2 separate regions of the Mus musculus genome follow, and region 2 is linked to region 1. Evidence: chromatin contacts called from public HiChIP or PLAC-seq data. All regions are on one chromosome and are shown on one strand. The core of a region is the stretch at or near the end of the contact, and the rest is flanking DNA. Distances in the headings are between cores, read along the strand shown. Region 1 has its middle 30 kb from the start of Kif13a. Region 2 holds the start of Nhlrc1 (NHL repeat containing 1).

Evidence for each region. HiChIP or PLAC-seq counts read pairs in DNA pulled down with a chosen protein or histone mark.
Region 2: an H3K4me3 HiChIP or PLAC-seq map of bone marrow-derived macrophages shows a contact between it and region 1, with 2.6 times the contacts expected there. The contact joins the promoter of Nhlrc1 here to the enhancer-like site in region 1. A contact is called at or near these places in 4 of 39 promoter capture datasets (the 3T3-L1 cell line, embryonic stem cells, hippocampal neurons and 1 more), 8 of 484 Hi-C or Micro-C datasets (the AML12 cell line, the HPC-7 cell line, cerebellum and 4 more), 13 of 115 datasets of contacts at active chromatin or transcription factors (bone marrow-derived macrophages, embryonic forebrain, embryonic limb bud and 4 more) and 3 of 9 other capture datasets (adipose tissue, embryonic stem cells and pancreatic islet).

The regions. Positions count from the first base shown.
Region 1 is chr13:46,957,688-46,961,581 of GRCm38.p6, forward strand. No RefSeq gene overlaps it. Among named protein-coding and RNA genes, the nearest start is that of Kif13a, 30 kb to the left of the region's middle. Within about 2 kb of position 1,669, at least 20 of the 459 cell types and tissues checked have an H3K27ac peak or open chromatin away from gene starts, as enhancers often do. A contact at or near this core is called in bone marrow-derived macrophages, where this site is marked.
Region 2 is chr13:47,013,098-47,016,991 of GRCm38.p6, forward strand. Nhlrc1 (NHL repeat containing 1) reads right to left here and starts at 1,753. Exons shown (of 1, transcript NM_175340.4): 1 at 1-1,753. The coding sequence starts at 1,682. The coding sequence ends at 477.

The DNA of each region.
Region 1 (3,894 bases), core at 419-2,918:
AAGAACTAAGCAGCTCACTGAAGGGAGCCATAGTGGGATCAGTCTTTATTTTGGTTTTTCGAGACAGGGTTTCTCTGTGTAGCCCTGGATGTCCTGGAACTCACTCTGCAGACCAGGCTGGCCTCGAACTCACAGACATTTTCCTTCCTTTTCCTCCAAGTTCTGAGATTAAAGGTGTGTGCTGACACTGCCCAGGTGGGAATTCTTTCTTAAGGTCTTCTCGGCAAGCTCTCTTTTGGGATTTAATTTTCACTTTATGTTCAAACTATGTGTATGGGGGATATAGTATGTGCACATGAGTGCAAGTACCCTTGGAGGCTAGAACAGGGCTCCCCTGGAGCTGGTGTCACAGAAGGTGGTGAACTGCCTGACATGGGTGCTGAGAACCGAACTTGGGACCTCTGCAAGAGCAGAGTGCTCTTAACCACTAAGTTACCTCTCCAGCCCTCCAAGCAGGTTCTTCTTGAGAAAGATTGGAGTCAAACTGAATTTATGAGAAATCTATACTGTTAGTAATAAAGGAACTCATATCAGGAGAGTCAGTATGAGGAAGTAAAATGGAAGTGGTTTGAGCTTGTTTCTTTTTGTTTTGTTTTGTTTTGTTTTGTTTTGTTTTGTTGTTTGTTGAATGAGTACACCATTGCTCTCTTCAGACACACCAGAAGAGGGCATCAGATCCCATTACAGATGGTTGTGAGCCACCATGTGGTTGCTGGGAATTAAACTCAGAACCTCTGAAAGAGCAGTTAGTGCTCTTAATACTGAGCCAACTCTCCAGCCAAATTTGTTTCTTTTAAAGTCCTGGAGTTAGTACCAGGGGCCTCAAGAACACAAGATATTCTACTGCTGAGCTACACCCAAGCCCAAACTTGAATTTTAGCCTCAGATAGACAAGAGTTGAACCCCCAGATCTACTTCTGCAGGCAGTGTGTCCTCAGTCAGTCTGCAGATCATTCCTCAGTCCTGGGAAGTCCTGTTTTAGCTATTAATAGTGAAGAAAGCAGCCGCTGTATTACTTAGCCATCCATTGCTGTGACAAAATACGAGAGATGATCAACTTGTAAAGAAGAAAGGTTTGTTTTGGCTGACAGTTTTCAGAGGTATCAGTTCATAGTTGGCCTGTTGATTTGGGGCCTGTGGTGGCATCAAGCCACATAGTGGCAACACATAGCAGAGTATCCTGTTCACCTTAAAGTGGCCAAGGAACAAAAAGATGAGAGGGTGGGATGCCAGCTATCTTATTTAGGGATGAGTGATCTGTCTTCTTTCCACTAAGCCTCACTCCCTACATGCTATCTATACATAATACTATCTCCCAGGTTTTGGCCTAGGGACCAAATCTTTAACCCATGAGCCGTGTGTGTGTGTGTGTGTGGGGGGGTGCTCATCCAAACTGTAGCAGGTTATAACCACCATTCATCAGCATTTCCTAGATACCACAGTCCACATGGCATTACCTTTCCCTGGGATCTCTTTCTATTCACCCCCAGATACAGAGGGGAATAATGGGCAGACACAGAAGTGATGGCTCCCAGGGTCCAGCTTCGCACAGCAGTGAGTTTACTGGGGTCACTTACAGGAGCATGAATGACTCAAAGGCAGCTGTGTCCCTGCAAAGTGCACCCCAGCATAAGCGATGACTCACAAAAGCTGCTGCCTCCCTTGGAGTTCACTGTGCAACTTGCTGTAGGCTCCACCTTTGAAATGTCTCCTCTCCCCAGCAATGGCCTGCTGATGAGATCATGTCCAGAACGGGCAAGCATGAGTCAAGTTTGGTGAGCTTTCTGGCTCTTACACATCTCTTGTAAACTTCATGGGTCCCCCATCTCTCTCGGGACCACGTGTCTTTCACTTGTGACACCACTGCACATCTTTTAGGGCGGAAAAGTTTGGAGAATGGTAAGCCTGCTCCACCTGTCCTCCTTGCTCCAGACAAGGATTTTTAAAGCAGCGGCAATCACAATAACGGTTGGAAGTGTCCAAATCACAAAGACATAAATCCTAGGACAATGTCACGAGGGGTCCTGTCCTTGGTTTACTTGGTAGTGAAAGTGCTCGGACCACCTTTTTTTCCTCCCTCTAACACCTGAGCTGCACCCTGGAGAGGGGAAGCACCCTCCAGTCAGGTGCCCTGGCTTTTTCTTTATACCTCATTCACCCGACAAGCTGAGGAACGCATCAGCTAGGGAACATCAATTTTCTTACCCATACATCTGAGATAAGGCCTTCATCTCTCTGACTTTGGGTCCTACACTGAAATGAATCCCTGTGGTAAATCTTTTGCAATTTTAATACTCTTTCTTAATCAACATTTGATACAACAGCATAGTAAATCTATAACCCAGGGCTTCTCACAGCCAAGCATGCCCTTTACCAGTGAGCTGTGAGCTACATCCCTGGCTTCTATACCCTCCTGCCCCGGATGGATCCCATACTCCTCAGCATGGGAATCCACCAATCAGAAAGATTGACAAAAGGAAAAACCCGCCCACCACAGCTGCCCAGCATCCAGAGCCTCAGTGCTTAGGACCGGGGCACAGTTAACAGTTGTTGAAGATTGAATGTTGAAAGGTGTGTGCAGCAAGCACTTGGCAGGCAGTCCTTGTTGGACAGAGTTTATCTGAATGAAGAGGCTGATGTTGGAGGAGCCCCGCCTACAGATGTTTGCGTGCAGGCATGCACAGGTGGACTTGGTTTTGAACCTGTCCTCAGTATCTATGTATTCAGCATCCCTGGAACACAGTGAGCTGTTTACTGTGGCTTATTAGTTGGGTTTGACAGTTCTTTCTGCAAGGGCATCACAGAGGGAGCTAGAAAGTTCATCCCAGCCTGAGTTCTCAGCACTGAACCCATCCACCCAGCAAAGACTGCCTGGCATTCCTTCAGAGAAAGAATTTCTTGGTCAGTGATGGCTGCTGCTCTTTCTGGTGATGCTGGGGAAAGTGGGAGCTGAACTAGGAATGATTGTGTGTGTGCACACTCGTGTGTGTGTGTGTGTGTGTGTGTGTGTGTGTGTGTGTGTGTGTGTGTAGTTGTACACTCTTTATTACAGTTGTATTAGCACAGGGAACATCAGCCTGATCCTGAGGGAATTGTGACGAACAGCCGCCATTTTTGTTGAGCTGTTAATACAGAAGACACCAGGAAGGAGGAGCTATATCCCTCTTTCCTTCACTTTCTCCAGAATCCTTCCTCAGTGGCAATTGCCTAGCTCCTCGTTCTTATAAAGAAAGGCTGGAGTGCCGGATGGCTGAGAGTAACCCCTGCCAGTTGATCACTAGGATCTTAAACACTGCTTTGGTCAAGTCCAAGGTGGGAGGGCAGTGCATCTGATGAACACTGGAACCAGGTGTCAGTGTCACCCTGGTACCTTGGAACACTGGGCTGTTTATCATGAGAGCCCCATCTGTTCAGGTCAGGGGAATGCGATTTGTTTGAAGAGGAAAGAAAGACTGGATAGCAATATCCTGTAGTGTTTTCACTGGAGTATGAAGAATAATAGCCTTTCAAATGAAAGACACCTTTATATTCCAATTGAGTTATGAGCCTCGGAGCGTGACGGGCTGTGATTTATTCTCTGCATTACTCAAGCCTCCAGACCCATCCTTTGAGAACTCTGGGCTCTTAATGAATTTCCTGAATCTGGTAATTCTTTAATGCCAAACATGGAGGGAGGGAAGGGGAGGAGAAAGGTTTGACTTATTTTATGCGGAGTAGAATTTAAAGGGGAAGGGGGCAGAAAAAGATATCATGGCTTCAGGTGAAAGAGAACATTTGCAGAACATTTGCCTCCGTTCTTCTCAGCCCGTAGAAAGGAGTGCCTTTGAGGGTGGCTTGCCAAAACTAGCCCTTCCTCTTCAGTTTTATGAAACCCGGGATGATGTTCTTTGGTGT
Region 2 (3,894 bases), core at 503-3,002, 55 kb after region 1:
CCTAAAATCCCCATGAAGACCCCTTTCTTGTCTTTGTGCACTTTACCAGTTACCCACTTGTAAGGAGAACATACATACATAAGACACAGCTCACAGTTTTTGTTGTTGTTGACGACATCTAACATCATATCTAAGAGCAAGTGGTTTGGAGCCAGAACTGAATTCAACTGTCCCAGTGAATACAACTCTAAAGAAACCATACTGAATGCTCTGGGTCTGTCTTCTCATCTCCCAAGTGGACGGATAATAGGAATTAACATCGCTGTGTGTTAAGAAGCAAACAGGCTAAGATCTGCAAATTTCTTAACACGGGAACAGGCATTCACCGAATGACAAATTTAATTATTAGTCTTTTAAAACTGCCTTAGTAACTGCTTTTGCCATTCAGTTACCATTACTTCTGTCTGGATGGATGGGTGAGACCAATTCACTCCCAATGACACCAAGATTTCTGACTCCTGGCTTCAGGATCCCCATCACCCTCCGTTGCCCTCCATCACTTTAAAGACTTTTATAGAATGGGATGCAGTATCCAGCACAAGAAGAGAATTCTCCTTGGTGAAGGCCAGTGCCACAGGACGGGAGAGGCCGTGAGTGATTATAGGCTTCAGGGCTGGGAATTCTTCGGGTTTCCCCAAGCAGACGATGGCTGGACCAGAGGTGTCAGCAACAATCACGTTTCCTTGGTGATCGAAGGTCACAGCAGAGGCAGTTACTTTGGAGGGGAAGAGGAGGTTCAGCCCGAAGCTATCCACCTGGCCAATCAGCTGCATAGTGGAGTTGAACACCTTCACCCTTGTGTTGTTACAGCCAGTCCTCCCAAAGGCACAAGGATGCTCTAGGACCGCGATGGCCCCCGTGAGCCATGACACTGCCAACCCACGGGGACTGCATAGGTGAGCTTGCAACCTCTCAATCCTCCGAAGGACCCCTTCAGGGAAATCCGCTTCCAGCAGGTGCAAAGTCCCTGCCTCTGCATCAGTCACCAGGACCCCATTGTGAGGGGTGATCTCCACACCCCAAGGCAGGGAAAACTGCTTTCCCACAACCAGCTTGATCTGGCCAAAGAAATCAAACACTTTGAGGGAGCAGTCGCCAGCGTCGGTGACAACCACATGGCAGTCGTTGGTGACGGCGACATCCAGTGGGTACTTCACGTCGTGCGCTGCGTCCCCCTTTTCTCCAAACTGGTGTGCACCTCCTCCTCCGGAGTCAAAGATCTTGACCCGTCTCTTCCCGTCGTGCACGACCACTACCCGTCCGGTCTTGGGGCACAGTGCAAGCCCTGTGGGGTTCACTAGGGTCCCCCACCCGCCGAAGGCGTGGTAGCAGGTGAGAGTCCCCGGCGCGAAGGGGGCGGCGCTGAGGGCAGCCGGGGACGCGTGGAGGGTGGAGCCCAGGAGCTCCAGGAGGTGCAGCACCGGCAGGCAATCGCTGGTGTCACAGGCTCGGCAGGCCCGCCGGCAGAAGGGACACTCGAGGCCCAGCGTCCGCGGGTGCGCGAGAGCGGCGACACAGGCCAAGCAGACCACGTGGCCGCAGGGCAGGTTGCGCGGGCGCCGCTGCTGCCAGTGGCCGAACCTCTCGAAGCACACCTTGCACTCCAGCAGGCTGACCTCCGCCTCCCGCACCAGCTCGGGCCGCACCCCAGCCGCTGCCACCGCCGTCGCCTCCTCCCCCATTGCTCCCGCTGCTCCGCTGCCTCCGCGCAGCCCTCAGTCACGGCCACGGTCACGGTCACGGAGCGGGGCATGCGCTCTGACGCAGGGCGCACACTGCCACCCCCTGGCGGACGCACGACGCAGTCGTCCGCATGCGCCGTGCGCAGACCTGGGATAATCACGTCACGGGTGGAAGATTCCAGGATTAAAGATTGAGACATGTCAGCGGGTGTGGGGGCGGGGTGTGATGAGTGGGTCTCTCCGTGTCCTCCTGTAAGTGACAGCTAGTCTCTCAGGGATGGTGCCCAAACGGACTGCCAGTCAGCTTCGCTGGGAGGTGGGTACCAGGGCTAGACAGGAACAAGACATGGCTCCTAGTCTCTGTATAGTAAGATTCTGAAGACAGAGACACAAGAAAGAAGATAACTTCAAGGGGCAGATGTGCATTCCTCTCTGCTGTGTTTTTTCCTTCTTGTGAGAAGGTAGCTACGTAGACGTCAAAGAATTGGGTGTGATAGTTGTGATGCCGGGACTCAGGCGGCAGAAACAGGAGAACAGCTGTTGGTGGTTAGTTGGAGGCCAGCCTAGGCTACAGTGCCTAAAAAAACAAACCCCCAAACCAAAACAAACAAAAGAATACTTGTGAAGTGGGTTTGTGTGGAAGGGATATTTTGAAAGCTGTTAGCTTTCTCGCATGGTGGTCTACATAGTGAGTTCCAGGCCAGTTAGAGGCACAAAGGGAGACCCCGTCTCAAAAACAAACAAAACAACAACAACAAAACTTGTTAGTTAGTAGCAGTTATAGAATTCGCTCGTGCCTGCCTTCTTTTAAGTGGTTTTCATTCACTTTTATTTAAGCCTCATGGAGGCCGTGATTGGAAGGCAGGCAGTTTGACTACACGGCATCTCACTGATCATCAGATATGGTTTTGTATGACAAATGTTTGAGTCTCCTTGGCAAAGGCTTAACTGCACCAGTGTGGGCTGAGGGGCACTGTGAAGGGGATTATAACGTACAGGTAAGTTCGAGCCAGCGGTTCCTCCCTGCAATGCCTTCCATCCCGAGAAAGATTGAAAGTAAAGGGGCTGAAGCGATGGCTCAGTGGTAAAGAGTGCTTGCTGCCCTTCTGGAGGACATGAGTTCAGTTCTCCGCACCATCTGTAACCCCAGCTCCAGGGAATCCAGAGTCCCCTTCTGGTCTCCATGCATTTGCAAACGTGTGAGATACATTCACATAAACATATACACCTGCAAATAAATAAGTATAGGAAATATTTCAAAACTGGAGAAATGATTGACAATAAAGATGATCGTGGAAGTATCCTAATCTTATGGTCAGTATAATCTTCCGAAATCCATTGGGGGTATTCAAAGCTCTCATTTTCGGAGTTAACTGTCTTACATGAACAAGGTGCTGGCCAAAACCATGTATTAGAACATTCTTATTCACAAAAAGGCTGTGATCATGATTGGTTACCCTCTTGTTCCATAGACTTCCAAGAAACTGGAGGACTCAAGCCTGTGTTAACACTCTTCGAGAGAGAAATTCTTTGGAAGGCCAAGGAAAACAAGCAGTTTTTTTTTTTCTTTTTTAATCAACTACTACATATCTCAGAGATTGAATGTTAGACCAGAATAACCAAGCTGATACTATGATTTCAAAATGCATTTCCATTCTAAATAAGACACCAACTAAAATAATATCTCATAGAAAGTTTTTTTATTAGTAATTTAAAAAAACTGTTTTTTATTAGTGTGTGTGCACGAGGCTGTCTGTGTGTCTGTGTGGACGTCTGTGTGAACCTCTGGAGGCCAGAAGAGGATGTTAGATACCCGAGAGCTAGAATTATAGGCAGGTGTGAGCCACTGAATGTGGGAGGGTTCCTAATGTGGATTCTCCAGACTGGGCAGCCAGCGTTATGTAACTATTGAGCAACCTCTCCAGCCCCTCAGAAATAATAAGAAAATAGATTTATTTTACTTTTTGTGTATAAGTGTTTTCTCTACAGTATGCCTGGTGTCATAGGAGGTCGGAGCGGGGCTGTCGGTTCCAGGAAACTGGAGTTACAGATGGCTGTGAGCCACAATATGGATCCTGAGACTCAAACCCAAGTCTTCTGCAAGAGCAGCAAGTGCTCTCACGTTAAGCCTTCTTTCCAGCCCCTCAGAAACAGTTTTTAACTCGGGAAACACAGTCTGGATACAAAACTGGACTATTTTTAGAACCAGTCT